Regions from separate parts of the Rattus norvegicus genome. Here region 1 is linked to region 2. The links are chromatin contacts, called in public Hi-C maps. All regions are on one chromosome and are shown on one strand. The core of a region is the stretch at or near the end of the contact, and the rest is flanking DNA. Distances in the headings are between cores, read along the strand shown.

The links. A called contact is a pair of places that touch in the nucleus more often than the background predicts.
Region 1: a contact with region 2 is called in a Hi-C map of the A7r5 cell line, with 4 times the contacts expected there. The contact joins two enhancer-like sites. A contact is called at or near these places in 4 of 12 Hi-C or Micro-C datasets (the A7r5 cell line, frontal cortex, kidney and 1 more).

What each region holds. Positions count from the first base shown.
Region 1 is chr18:70,445,447-70,452,745 of GRCr8, reverse strand. All of the region lies in intron 4 of Myo5b (myosin Vb), which reads right to left. Among named protein-coding and RNA genes, the nearest start is that of Myo5b, 140 kb to the right of the region's middle. Within about 2 kb of position 4,290, at least 1 of the 93 cell types and tissues checked has an H3K27ac peak or open chromatin away from gene starts, as enhancers often do. A contact at or near this core is called in the A7r5 cell line, where this site is marked.
Region 2 is chr18:70,292,055-70,298,781 of GRCr8, reverse strand. No RefSeq gene overlaps it. Among named protein-coding and RNA genes, the nearest start is that of Myo5b, 19 kb to the left of the region's middle. Within about 2 kb of position 1,886, at least 1 of the 93 cell types and tissues checked has an H3K27ac peak or open chromatin away from gene starts, as enhancers often do. A contact at or near this core is called in the A7r5 cell line, where this site is marked.

The sequences.
Region 1 (7,299 bases), core at 3,041-5,540, 150 kb before region 2:
GCTGGGAGGTGTCGGGGGGGCAGAAATGGTCTCTCAAAATTAAACGCCCTCTTCCTTCTCAAGAGTAAGTCCTACAACTCTGCTAAGAGAGGAGCCGCTCTGTGCTACAAAAGTCTATTTTTGGCAACTGACCACCAGGACTGCAGAGATCACCACCTTTAATTCTAAGCATATCGCTTCATCAGTTCAGCTCTCCAGGAGAAAGAACACTAAAAGAACGCAAAGCCTGGATCATAGTGAGGACGTGGCTACTTGGCTAGGCGGCAAGACAGCTTTTAACCGTGACAGGCCCACGGCATACTCCGCAGCAGAACTGAACCAACCAGCACCACAGTGTGACCGGAGTCCAGAGAAACAGAGGTTACAGCAACCATTGTAACTATCTAGTGACGCCACTCTCAAATATCTAGATTCCAGAAGAATGGAGCAGGGCCACAATCCACTCTAGTCAGACTAAAGATGAATTGTAGCCCAAGTATGCAAGCAATGGAGTATAGGATAGTAGGGAAAGCTGGATCTAGTGTACCCAGTGAAGTCTGTCAGAATGGTAAGCTATCATATGACAGATGGTAGCTGGGCCAGGAAGCGTTCAGTCTGGTGGAGACAAGACTAAACGGTCATTTCCAGCTGCTCCAGAAAGAGGCAGATGCTTGGGTGGGAGTGAGCAATGGGGAGGCAGATGCCTGTTCACCCCTGAGTGCTTCCAAAGAGTGGAGCGGGTAGAGTCCAGAGGGAGCTGCAAGTTTCCACCAGACTGGGTATCACACACTGCAGGATGAAAATGCTGAAGTAAAACCTTTAGTCCCAGATGGTGTGACCTCAAAAGCCTTTCTCTGTCAGGAAGAGACTCATTCCTCACACTCTTGCGTACCACCTCGCACGCTACAAGGTAAAATATGAGTGCCCATAAATGCAAGAAAGGGAAATGAGCTCTACTGTGGAAATGACAGCCCCACACGAATGCAAAGAAAAATCTCTGCCGAGGACTGCTGAGCTGGAGTTTGTACGTGTCAGGTAATCATGATGGATCGATATGGGTGAGGACAAATGAATGGCGCGAGGGAGCCTAATGACCCCGTGGGAAAGCAGAACAAACCGGAGTGGCCATCGATCCTGAACGACCCAATGGAAGAGCATCCCACACACCATGTCAGCTAAAAGCAATCAGAGAGCTCCTTGGTTCACACCTATGTCAGCAGGCCTTCGGAGATCTCCCAGGATCGCTAGCTATTCTTAGCTAGTAAAGGCCAGTAGTCAGAACAGTTACTGGATTTCCTCCTTCTTCCCCCTCTTTGCTCCTGGCTTCAAAGCAGAATCTAAAAAGAAATACCATAATTCTAAGTATTCTTGGTGTTTGCTCTTGTGAAGAAGGTTAATTCCATTTTTAACCAAAAAAAAAAGAATATCATTGATCACAAAGCCTTTTTATCCTTTGATTCTGGGAATGTGGAGGACAAGCAAATTAGTTTCTGTCATCTGTTGGCTGCAGGATTTCCAGCATCACTCATCTCTAACATGGGGTGGGAGCCAGACAGACATAAAAAGACTCTGTTGATTGAAGAATGTCCACCGAGGTAGTGGAGGACACACACATGGACTGCCCTGTGGTAATACTACGCCATCTTTCAGTCTTTCCACCCCCTCGCTCATTCAAAAGTTCTCTTGCTTCTCAAGTCTGAGGTTACCTAGGCTATCCAGGCAATTTTAGCACAGTTCTTAACCCTGCCACGAGACAGCATTTGCAGATACCCACGCACAGCCTCTATTAGATTGAGGCCTGGGTTTTGGTAGTTTGAAGTCTTCCCAGGGGTTCCTCTAATATAGCCAGGGCTGAGACAGACTTCAAGAGGTGGGGCAGCTGCCAAAATTGGAGAATCTACCGTCTAACTGGTTTCCAAGTTCCGAGACCTTTCTTTGATCAAATATGCCCTTGGATCATTACTTCACAGGGAGGTGTTAAAAGCAACCTACTCAAGCATGAAGGCTGGGAGACAGTCAAAACCCATCACAGGGCGTCTGTGGACACCAGCTCTGACTATCCCAAACCACAGAAGCTAACCCATTCCAGAAGTTCCCTGAACACAAGGCCTAGAGCTTTTCTCAAAATGCAGAGGACTCAATTCCACCTGCAAGGTTCTGATGAGAACTCTGAGGGACCCTGTAGTGATCTTAATGTAGAACTGTTAAGGACTGCTTAACCCGCCCCCAGCAGGCCAAGCCTAGCCATGCGCTGGGGCACAATTCTATCAACGAAGAATGCCTTTTCCAAAGCCTCTTCTTACCCTAAGCCCAACACTATAACCTCTTGTGCATGCCCTACTATAATAACGACAGAGCTATACAATGGTTAAGTGCTCCTTGACCCAGCCTAGAGAGGGGACATTAATAGAGGGACAATAGCTATGCATTATCAATTGTATCCTCTTTGTAGGGAAGCATTACGCAGAGTCAAACACCTCTGTCTCATCATGTTGAAAGCACTAACAAAGACCACCCACCATAGGCGGCTAAGAGACAGTTTTCCCATTTGAACATGAACACACAGATGCTACATATATGGCTAGAAAACTCTGTCTAGTAAACTGTAGTCATCTCTTGTTTTACAGGACATACCTGTCAATAAGGAAAACTGTAAGCATGTCCATCCCTGAACACATGATTTTCTATGTCACCATATCGTTATACATTTGTAAATATACAAATGATATTTCAAAATTTAAAAAGACATGGAAGAAAAATTTTAACATATTTTCCCACGCATAACTGATGGCGTCATCCTCAAAAATCTAGTGTACTGAAGCAGTTTAAGGACCACTGCTCTAACTGACCACAGCCGCAGCCTATTCCCCTGGCCACGTGGACAATCACGTGATTCCTGAAGAGCAAGAGATGGCTGTCCCTTGGCTTAATCTTACAGATCTGGTCACAGAAAGGGTGGCATTGCCCACACCGAGAGAGTGCAGCAGAAATACTCGGGCACTCAAAGCTTAGTTCCTCGCATCATTAAACTGGAATTTGTTGCTGTTTTGTGTATGACAACAAACACATTGTAAGCACAGTGCCGTGCTCCCTTAGACAGATTACTATCAGGATGGTAGAGCTCTGGTGATATATACCTATAATATCAGCACCCAGGAGGACTAGAACAAGTTTATGACTAGCCTCGGCACTGTAGAAGATGGCCTGGTTTATAAAGTAAGACTGTCTAAACTAACATAACCCCTGAAACTGTAGAAGTTACTTGTGGTTTCCAAACAGGAGCTTATGAGAAAGTCTGCAAGATCTTCACTGGGCACATAGAATTTACCAACCCTGGGTGGCTCTTCATTTACTGGACTCAAAGTAACATCAGATCTGAGGCTGCCAGCCAAGGGATCCTAAGAAAGTATAGCAATTTATTCTGAATTGGAACATTCCATTCTGCAAAGGGGCTGGTTACGACCCAAGAACTGAGCAAACTCACATGTCTCTTGAAGTTCCTGAAGTTTACAAGACTCACAAGGCCCCTTTGCTAAGGCTATGTAACTGGTAATAATTGCTGGGGAGAGGAGATTCTCAGATGTGTGAGATTTTCAGGCAGCCCCATAAATACATATTTTGTGAGCTGTCACCCATGGTGGGGTGGGCTCTTTGGAGAGTCAGCTGCCTTTGAGTCATCCATGTTTCTGTAAGCAACCTCTCATCCACATTCCTACAAGTGCCTCAGTAAGGTAGGCTTGGACGGATCATTTCTTTGGTTTGTTGTTAGTGCCTTATCTGAGGTGAGTAGATGTTTGTTCCTATCTCTCCCAGGATAAGTCATATGATACCTATCCAATTTTGAATTCTGCTTCCAGCACCATCTTCTTTAGGACACTGTGCTATCACGACATATATCACACACTACTATCAGCACTAGCTATCCTACCGCCATGCCTCACATTCAATGCCCTGTGCTTCGTCACATTAGCATGTGCACTTATCAACCTGTTTAATTCTAAGTCCCATAAGCTAGATACTGCACCTCTATTTTGTTGGCAAACATGTACTAGCAATTACAGTGAGGTAAACCTGCAGAGCTTGGTTATCTCCCCACCATTCTGGACCCCTGCAACACACACACACACACCCTGTCCTGGTCTGAGAAACCATTATTATTCCTGACCTTGGGACCCTGTACTTGACCCATCTTGCTTCACCCATCTTCCTTCACTATTACCCATGCTCGGCCATGTCAGCACACACAGTGTGCAGCTGCTCTGTCTTCTGGGATATAAAGGTGAAAATATGTAGTTGAGAAAGAAAACGAGCGGTTAACATGGCATGAAAGGCATTACTGTGATATAAATAGAAATGCCATTCCATCCTGTAAGACTTCAGATTCTATTAGCTCTTTTCACCGAAAACCAATTCTGACACCTTGAAAACAGAAATCTTACTTACATGTCACCGCCACTATTAATTTCAGAGAAGCACAGGGGGTGACAAGCTCAATGCTGACACTAGAAAAAAGGCTATAATAATGCGAACAGTATGAAATAAACACATGAGCTCAAGGGCCCACCTTTGTAAAGCAGAGCCCAACACTGGGCTCAGTCACTCCACACATTTGAACTCTTTGTGCCTTACAGGAGGCATACACATACGCACACACACATTCACACAGTCAAGTACATGTAGACACACACTCTTGTGCTCAACAAGACAAGACCCTGAGCAGGTAGAGCTGGGATGGTGATTGTGTCTGTGCTGAAGACACACCCAGAGCACACCTGACCACACTAGCAAATGTATGGGCTTCAGCAGGACTTTTAAATTGTTTAAGTTCCTGATCCACATCTTGATCTAGCAGATAAAATGAATGGCATTTGGAGACTAACTAGTTGGATCCTCTATTTAATGGGAACTCATCTAGACGAACACCTTCTTGCATGCATGTGTGGTGCCTGAGGTTGAATCTGGGGCTTTGGGTATGCTAGGCAAGCGTTCTCATGGAGGGAAATGCCAAGCCCTTGATAAAGAGTCTAAGAGCCATGGAATCTACACATGTATCAAGCTGGGAGAGTTACACCCGATGCAAACATCTGAATGTAGAAAGGGTGCACTCAAGGTATCACCTCGAGTTCAGAGTGGAGAATTCTAATCAGCATGTTAAAAAAGAGGGTTTGCAGAAGCTCAGGGAGCAAGGGTAACAAATCTTGAGGTGGTTAGAATTCACAGTTACAGAAAGCGGCTCCCTGGTGAATTTTTCTCTCAGGAAACTTTTGGGAGTAAGGAAAGTGTTACATTGAATGTGGTGATGGTTATATGACTTGCATACATGAGTCAGAATTTGTCAAACTTGACGCCCCATATGTCTAGTTGTGTCACTGCCAATTGCTTAAGACTGGCTTAAAGTGTTAAGTTGTAACACCTTCAGTCCTTGAGCGTGGACATGGTTGGGAGGAGACATGGGTTTATATGTCACAAACTTACTGGAAAACAATATAAAGTGATTGTCTGAAGTAAACATATTTCTTCTTCTTTCCCAGAGATCCAGTGTCGGAAGCAACTTCATCCCACTCAGAAAAACACATCTAGAGTCCATACCATCAGAAGGAGTGCATCTGAGAGATGGGTGGTTACACAACACCCAGAGGTCCCTGCTGGGCATGCTGTCTGGCATAGTCATGGCTGCAGGTTCTTCCCTAACAAGCTATAATGCTTCAGCAGGATAAAACAAACACCACTAGTAAAGTATCTTGTAAATGTATGATTGGGATTCAACATTACAGAGGTGGCACTGTAAATACATCACTGTTGAATAGTTACATTGTCTAAGGGTATGATCAGCACATAGCACAACACTCAGGACATGGTTTGAAAATCATCCACAACGTTAAAAAAAAAGAAATAGACTGCCCTTAGTCTACTCTCAGGAGGCCCTCCTGACCCATGTCCTAATGCAGTTAAGAGTCACACCTACATCACCTGGAAAGATAGAAAGACAAATAAAACACAAAGATCAGCATCGATCACGTCAGGGTTTCCAGTTACAATGAAATTCAGCCAATCTAGGCTGCCCACTTATGAAGCTCCAGGGATTTCCTCACTCACATACACTGGTCATCACAGTCATGGATGTGATCCATCACGTTTAACACGTAGGCCCTGAAGACAATGATACATAGCTGTCCAGGATTTCTCTAACTTCATTTAGACTTCTGTTTCAGGGTCAGCAATAGTGTTGTCCTTTAAAAGAGGATGACCACAAGCCACAGAAAGGAGGGGGAGGGGAGTGTCCATCAACACCCAGTTCATTGAAAGAGACAAGATCACCAGGTTGGAAGCCGAGATTCTCATGCATACAAGTGACTCACAGAGAAATCAAGCTTAACCCTGCCTTGGTCTGTCAATGATGTTCTCACCCAAGAGACAATGAAGGCTCCATTAGGAAGCATTTTATGGCCCCACACACAACAGAGGTAATGAAGATTAAAAAAATAATAATAATAAAGCAATGTACTGTCCAACTTTAAAGCTGATCTCAAAACAATCTGTGAATTTGGCTTACAGATAGTTGTGCCATCCCCCACCCCCGAATCTGAAGTTCTACCAACTGCAGCTAAAAGACATAATTGGCACACCCACGTCTACTCTCATGCACACAAGAGTACCCTACCTCAAGGGCTACAAACTCGTTAGTTCTGTTACTTCTATCCCGGAGATGGAGAGTGTATGGCTTTCCTTCCTTCCTCTCCCCATAGGCCCTTATTGTGCAGAGAGGAGCCAAGGTCGCATCCTTCGATCGTAACAACAGAGGGGTCTTCCATGTCCACACTGCCATCCTCCTGAAAAGCCCTTCTGGCTGCCACACAGGGGCTATCTTTAGCTTTATACTGGGGTCACTTTCTCATGTGCACACACATTTTCTCCGGGATCCTCCAGAAGGCTCTCCCATTCTCTACCAACTCTGTGCACTTTGGGGACTCGAGCTAAGCAAGATGTTTGCTCTCGAGAGCCTGGTAAGGGCCTTGAACTAGACACTATTCTCACCAAGTGCAGGCCTCCCCACTTCCTTGGCTCTGTCTCCAGGAAAGCAAACCTTCTGCAGGACAAGAGTGTGCGTTCAGCCACTGCCAGGAGTCATGCCACAGGTGCCTACAGCTTCACTGCCCACCCTCGAGTTCCAGGCAAGTCTATCTTTTATCATCAGTCACGCCTTGGCAGTGCTAAGCAGACAGATGGGGAATGTGGGAGCTCCATTACCTTGGCTACCTGAGCAGACAGATTTGCTCTGCAGTGTTCCTATTCATTTTCGGGAAAGCAATTCAAACAAAC
Region 2 (6,727 bases), core at 637-3,136:
AACTGGGAGAAGTAGAGAGAGGCAAAACTGGAATTAGGGTATATTATATGAAAATATCTGTTTTTAAACGTAAAAGCTAATTAGAAAAAATAAACTAAATAAATAGGTAAATGTAAAACTTAAACCGTGTGTGTGTGTGTGTGTGTGTGTGTGTGTGTGTGTGTGTGTAGTTGGAGGTGCTGTCATGCACAATATATTGGTAAATAGACACGTACATCTTATGCTTGTTGAAGGTGAATTCTGGGAATGAGGAGGGCTGTTCCACACTCTAGCGCTCCTGTCAAGTGTCTTCCAAGACCCCTTGTCTGGAGACAGCCCTCCCCCCCCCACTGTTCCCCTCCTCCTCACACACATTCTATAGTGGAGAAAAGGAAACCCAAAAGTGAAAAATACTGTCTTTGAGGACAGCTAGAAGGTAAACAGCTTCCAGCAGAAATTGTTTATCCCATGACATTGAAACACACGTACTGGACGGCTAAGGCAGAAGTCCACCTACTGGATGGATGTTCTGCCTGCCTGGAAGGATGGATCAGCACCGGTAGCTTGCAGTTTCCCAGTCTTTTCTGCTGGATGTTTGTAAGTGCCTGATACAATGTGTCTTTTCTGCTGCTCTGCGGTGGTTTTACTTAGCCGCACTCTCTACTCTGTCTGGGAGACACTGAACCAGGAGCTCCAGCCCCCTGTTTCAGTGGGGGTTTGCCGGTGGACTTCCGCTGCATGTTTGTAAGCTCCTGATTTGGTCCGTTTCGTTTCTTGCGCTCTCAGGCCTCAGGGTTGGATGCTGTGTCTTTCTACTTGCTACTCGCTATCTATCCGTTTGCTTTGGTTTTGCTATACCCGGAATAAGTTCATCATGGTATTTCATCACAGGCAGCCAGCCAGCCCCCTACTGAGCATCTCACACTTACCCCGCTCCCAGCCCTTTAACTTTTTTTTTTTTTTTTTTAACTCGGAGACATGTTCTTTCTAAAATACCCAGACTAGTCTTGGATTTCCCATCTTCCTGCCTGCGTCCCGCAGATAGCTGGGCTTACGAACATTGTGACTGTTTTCAAGTGGTGGGAAAACCTGCTGAGTGAATTACAAAACAGATCTGACCCAGTCCACTGGACTGAAGCTTCAGGGTTATGGATACTGGGCAAACTGAAGGAACCATCACAGTATTTGAGTCGGGGAAGCTCAAGCGAGGAACATGCATCTAGTAAGGAAATGAGCTTGCTGTCCGGGAGGAATTCAGGCAGACGCTGTACTGTCACTCAGAAGGAGACTGCGCATTAGTGGGAAGCATCCTATACCATATTTGAGCATTAGCGATTACTTTCTGAAGACCTACAGGCCTTATAAAACAAACAAACAAACAAACAAAGCTAAGGTCTGTCTGTGATCTCTGTGGCTGCTTGAGGAAACTCACCTCAAAACTTGCTCCCAGGGCAGGCCTGGTATTCGTCCCTTCCAGTTAAAGAAGACTTTAAGTCACGTGTTCCTTCAGGGTCAGGGGGTTGTTTATGGAAAGCTTGGCTTCGATCCTAAACAGAATGGGTAGCTTTGCCCTCCATTAGGCAGCCTTACTCTGTGGCCAACAGATTCGATTACTAGAGAAGAGAAAGAAAAAAGATGCAGTTTGCCATTTCCTGGTACCTCAAAATTCTCTCTTCACAGGGGTCGTACACCCAAAAGCTAGCGTCAGTGTCTCTGTTGAACCCCCAGGACGGAATGATTGACACACTGGGTGGGGCTTGGGTGGAGACAAGAAAGGAAAATGTTACGGCATGGATCAGAAGACATCCTGTTGTCACAGCCCGTGTCTACTCCCTCTCTGCCATCAGCCTACCTAAAAGGATCTCCAGGAGTCCTTTACCAAGAACCGAAAAGACCTCCTGTGTTTCATCCTCGGCGTCTTGCGCCCTCTGCTGGAAAGTTTTCTTCACAGCTTGTCTTGTTCTTGCTTTCAAACTCCCGCAACTCAGCACGCACCGAGTTTTGAAAATCGAAACAGAAAATACCAAGTTCCTGCTTCCTCACAGTGTAGCCCAGGCTAGCCTCACAGTCACAATCCTTCTGCCTCGTCTTTCATTTTATCGCTGTCCCCTAAGACACCTGACACCTCACGCAACACATATCTTTCTCTGTTATGGAAAAAGGCTCAGAGAAGAAGTGGCTTGGCCCCAACCACCCAGTTGGTTAGTGTTTGCTGCTTTTGGCCTAAACACTTCTTCCAAGATCAAAGGAGACGACGGTACAGGCTCATGAGACTTGCTGGATAAACGCAGATTTCCACTCACAATCATTCCCATAAAGCTCACATTCACACCTTTTAACTTACTAATAACTCAGAGCAGGGCCGCCGGTGGGGAGCCCAAGTTGAACAGATTGCCGGTGGGAGACTCGCATGTCCTTAGATGACACAAAAGGAAATGAAACAGACGGAGGCGCAGCTGAGACTGGGCTCTTGAGGGCTTGTATTAACTACGAAGCCTGATGCCGTAAACGACCTGGAATATGCTGTCTCCAAATTCCACGCATCCTTTAGGACAGACTCTTATTTGTAATGACTTTTGATTTTTGGGACGGTTCTCACTATTTAGCTCCAGGTTCCCTGGAACTGACTATGTAGACTAGGCTGGCCTTGGACTCACAGAGATTACTTGCTTCTGCTTCTCAAGTGCTGGGAATAAAGGTGTATACCACTATGCCTAGCTACGGCAGGCAGTCTTAAAATTGTGTGATACACACACACACACACACACACACACATAGTTATATACATATATGTTATATATGTATATGTATTTATAATATGCAATATATAGCATTTATTATATATGTATAGTGTATTATATGTCTTATATATGTGTGTATATGTATATGTCCTATTTTGTGTAAATATGTATATGTTTTATATATGTTATATATATATGTTATATATATATATATTAATATTAGTCTGTTGGAAATCATTCTCCCTTCAAAAAAACAAACAGAAAAACAAAACAAAAACCAGCTAAGGAAAGGGGGTGTATCTCAGTGGTAGGGTGTTGGTCTGGCAAATACGAAACCTTGGGTCCGACCCCCAACATCAGTGAAGAGACCTGTATGTGATTTCAAACGCTCTTACTCTATTGTCCTGGAATTGCTAGAGTATCTTTATTTGGACATTTTTTGTTTTGTTTGTTTGTTTGTTTGTTTGTTTTCAGAGGTGTTAGTTTGCTCATTTTGAGACATTAAGCCCTCTGCAGGCTAAACTGGCCTAGAATCCACAATCTCCTTACTCCTCCTTCGAAGTTCTGGGATTTGGGGGAGTAACTTCCCCAATTTTCTCATCAGATCTCAGAACATAGCCTAGGTCAACAATACCAGTTTTAGGGCCTACTCTATGTCCCTCCTTCACAAAGCCATATACATTACACGAGCTTGTATTTCTGTACTATTTTATATAAGAAGACTGTAGCCTACTCTGAAGGACTTCAACATCTTTATGTTGGAGCTTTAATGCTGGAAGGATTCTAAAAATAAGCTTCCAGGATGGTGGTGGGGGTGTCAGGAATCGTCACACTCTACCTGTAGTCACTACAAAGACTTTTGTGGCTCAGGTATCATCAACCAATGAAGTCTTGACTAACTAGTAACAACCCTCAAGTGAGTTTTCCCTGGAAACACTGGTGACTTGTTGTATAACGAGCTAAGTGTTAGAAGTAGGCTTCTCTAACGAGGATAGTGGTATTGGAGTTTGGGGATTGACTAGAGGCATTCCCAAGCACTGCCAGAACCCATCAAAATGTAGATTGACTTCAGAGAAGGTGCCCAAGGCTGGGCCCCACTGGCCTGCACCAAGTCGGTGGGTAGGAAGGACTTCTGACTGTAGGATGCCCATTAGAGAAACCTGATGAATGGATGGTCTATGGAGTGAGTGAGCCTTGAGTGAGCCTGCCCCACAGGTGTGAACTGAACCCCTAGAAGGTGAGAGTTGTGGGGCTCTATCAGTCTTACAGAGCCAGCTGGTGTCCCCTTGTGTATATCTACTATCTAAGGCTTCTTAAAGTCTATCTTTATGAGCAGCAGGACACAGATCTCAGCTGTTTCCCTCACAGCTGCAACTACCCCTGCAGCTTCCTCGGGAAATGGCTTCCATCTACTAAATGTGGGAAATAAACTCAAATTATCATCTAATTTGGAGTCTGGCATGTTTCTATTTTTTTTAAATATATAAGTATAAATATTATTACGCAAGCACTTCATTTTAGACAGTTTCCAGAGTGCTGTGGATCACAGGCAAGTAAAAGGGCTTGGGGATTTGGCCCTCACACGCATAATTATAAGTTTCTTCAGTTATGATCACAATAAGGATCTTTTTTAAGCATATAGAGCAGTAGGTTTTGTAAAAGGGCCCCAGACCTTAGTCGACTCCCAGGGCTTTCACATTGATTTTCTGGTGAATGTGCTGTTTGGGTTGTAAAACTCAATGTGTTTTAGAACTCACCTGCCAGACCAAATGTCCACAGTTATGGCGAACTCTCTAAATGTACTCACCTTGCATTTTGGCCTCTGTTGTTCTGCACCTGGCTAACTGCTCGTTAATTGAAGTATATCAACCCAGGATATGCTTGTCTGTGCTTCAAAGCTCATTCTGGGGGAGACTCAGTGCCACACGGGGATACTGAACACCCAGTATAGTCACTGGCCGGCTACTAAAGACTTTCTATTGGCTTAAACTAACCATGTTTGAGAAGTCTTCTCTGGTAGGTACTCCACAACAGATTTCTTTAAGACATTTTCACACTGTCCTTGTTAGGATTACTATTGCTGCGATGAAACACCATGGCCAAAAGCAAGTGTGGTGGTTCGAATTTGCTTGGCCCATGGGCAGTGGCATTACTAGGAGGTGTGGCCTTGTTGGAGTAGGTGTGGCCTTGTTGGAGGAAGTGCGTCACTGTGTAGGCGGGCTTCCAGGTCTCCTAGCGCTCAAGCTCTGCTCAGGGCAGAAGAGCGTCCCCTCCTGGCTGCCTTTGGATTAAGATATAGAATCCTCCAGTACCATGTCTGCCTGTTTCCTACCATCATGATAATGGACTGAACCTCTGAAACTGTAACCCAGTCCCAATTAAATATTTGCCTTTATAAGAGTTGCCTTGGTCGGGCTGGAGAGATGGCTCAGTGGTTAAGAGCACTGACTGCTCTTCCAAAGGTCCTGAGTTCAATTCCCAGCAACCTCATGGTGGCTCACAACCATCTATAATGAGATCTGGGGTCATCTTCTGGCCTTAAGGCACACATTCAGACAGAAAGCTGTATGATGTATACATAATAAATAAATATTTAAAAAAAAAAAAAAAGAGTTGCCTTGGTCATGGTGTCTCTTCACAGCAATGAAACTCTAAGACAGGGAGGAAAGGGTTAACTTGGCTTCTGCTTCTGTATCATTGCTCATCGTCAAAGGAAGTCAGGATAAGGACTCAAACTGGGCAGGAACCTAAAGGCAGGAGCTGATGCAGAGGTCACGGAGGGTGCTGCTTACTGACTTGCTTCCCCTGGCTTGCTCAGCCTGCTCTCTTATAGAACCCAGGACCACCAGCCCAGGGACGGCACCACCCACAATGGGCTGGGCCTTCCCCATCAATCACTGATTAAGAAAATGCCCTACAGGCTTGCCTGCTTACAGTCAGATCTTCTGGAGGCATTTTCTCAGTTGCGGTTCCCTCCTCTCAGATAACTATAGGTTATTTCAAGTTGACATAAAACTAGCCAGCACAATTGACCCCTTGTTAACTTGGCACACAAACATGTCACTTATTGCCAAGCTATCACCTTTTGTATCTATTATATCCCCTGGATTGTACATTAATATCACCACATTACAATATAGAGATTCCAAATTTTAAGGTCCCAGTCTTTTTAAAAAAGATTATTTATTTATTTATTTATTTTTATTTATTTATTATAAGTACACTGTAGCTGTCTTCAGACACACCAGAAGAGGGCATCAGATCTCATTACAGATGGTTGTGAGCCACCGTGTGGTTGCTGGAAGTTGAACTCAGGATCTCTGGAAGAGCCATCTCTCCAGCCCCAAGTCCCATAGTCTTACAAATTCAAAGACCTTAAAATTTTGGTATTGTTTAGAAAGTCCCAAGTATCTTTTAAAAAATCCAACATCAAGAATAATTTAAGGGGTTGGGGATTTAGCTCAGTGGTAGAGCGCTTGCCTAGCAAGCGCAAGGCCCTAGGTTCGGTCCCCAGCTCAAAAAAAAAAAAAGTTTTTAAGTATTCTTACGCATAAAATAAGTAAATCTTTAAAAAAAAAGAATAATTTAAGTATTTTCTTACTTCAAGAAGGAAGAAGCAGGGCAGTGTCACAATCTGAACAAAGAAAAACCAAACTCCAGCCTTATAAATAACTCAGTGTCCAATGTCTGGGATCTAGTCATGATCTTCTGGGCTCCTCCAGGGGGCCTGGGTCACTTTTCCAGCCCTGCCCTCGGCAGCACACACTCCTTATCCTCTAACCTTGGGCAGACTCGACTCCACTACTGCTGCTGTTCTTGGTGGTTGTCCTATGGTTCTGACATCACCAAAATGCTGGGCTAAAAAGAGTAGCAGAGCTGAGGCGCTGCCTCTTAAAGGAAAGAAACTGAGAACCATGAAGAACGCTCGGGAGAGGATATGGGTGTAAGAGGAACCCAGTTGCAGCAGGAGACCCCAGCCTTAGGGAGGCAGAGGCAGGAGAATTCGG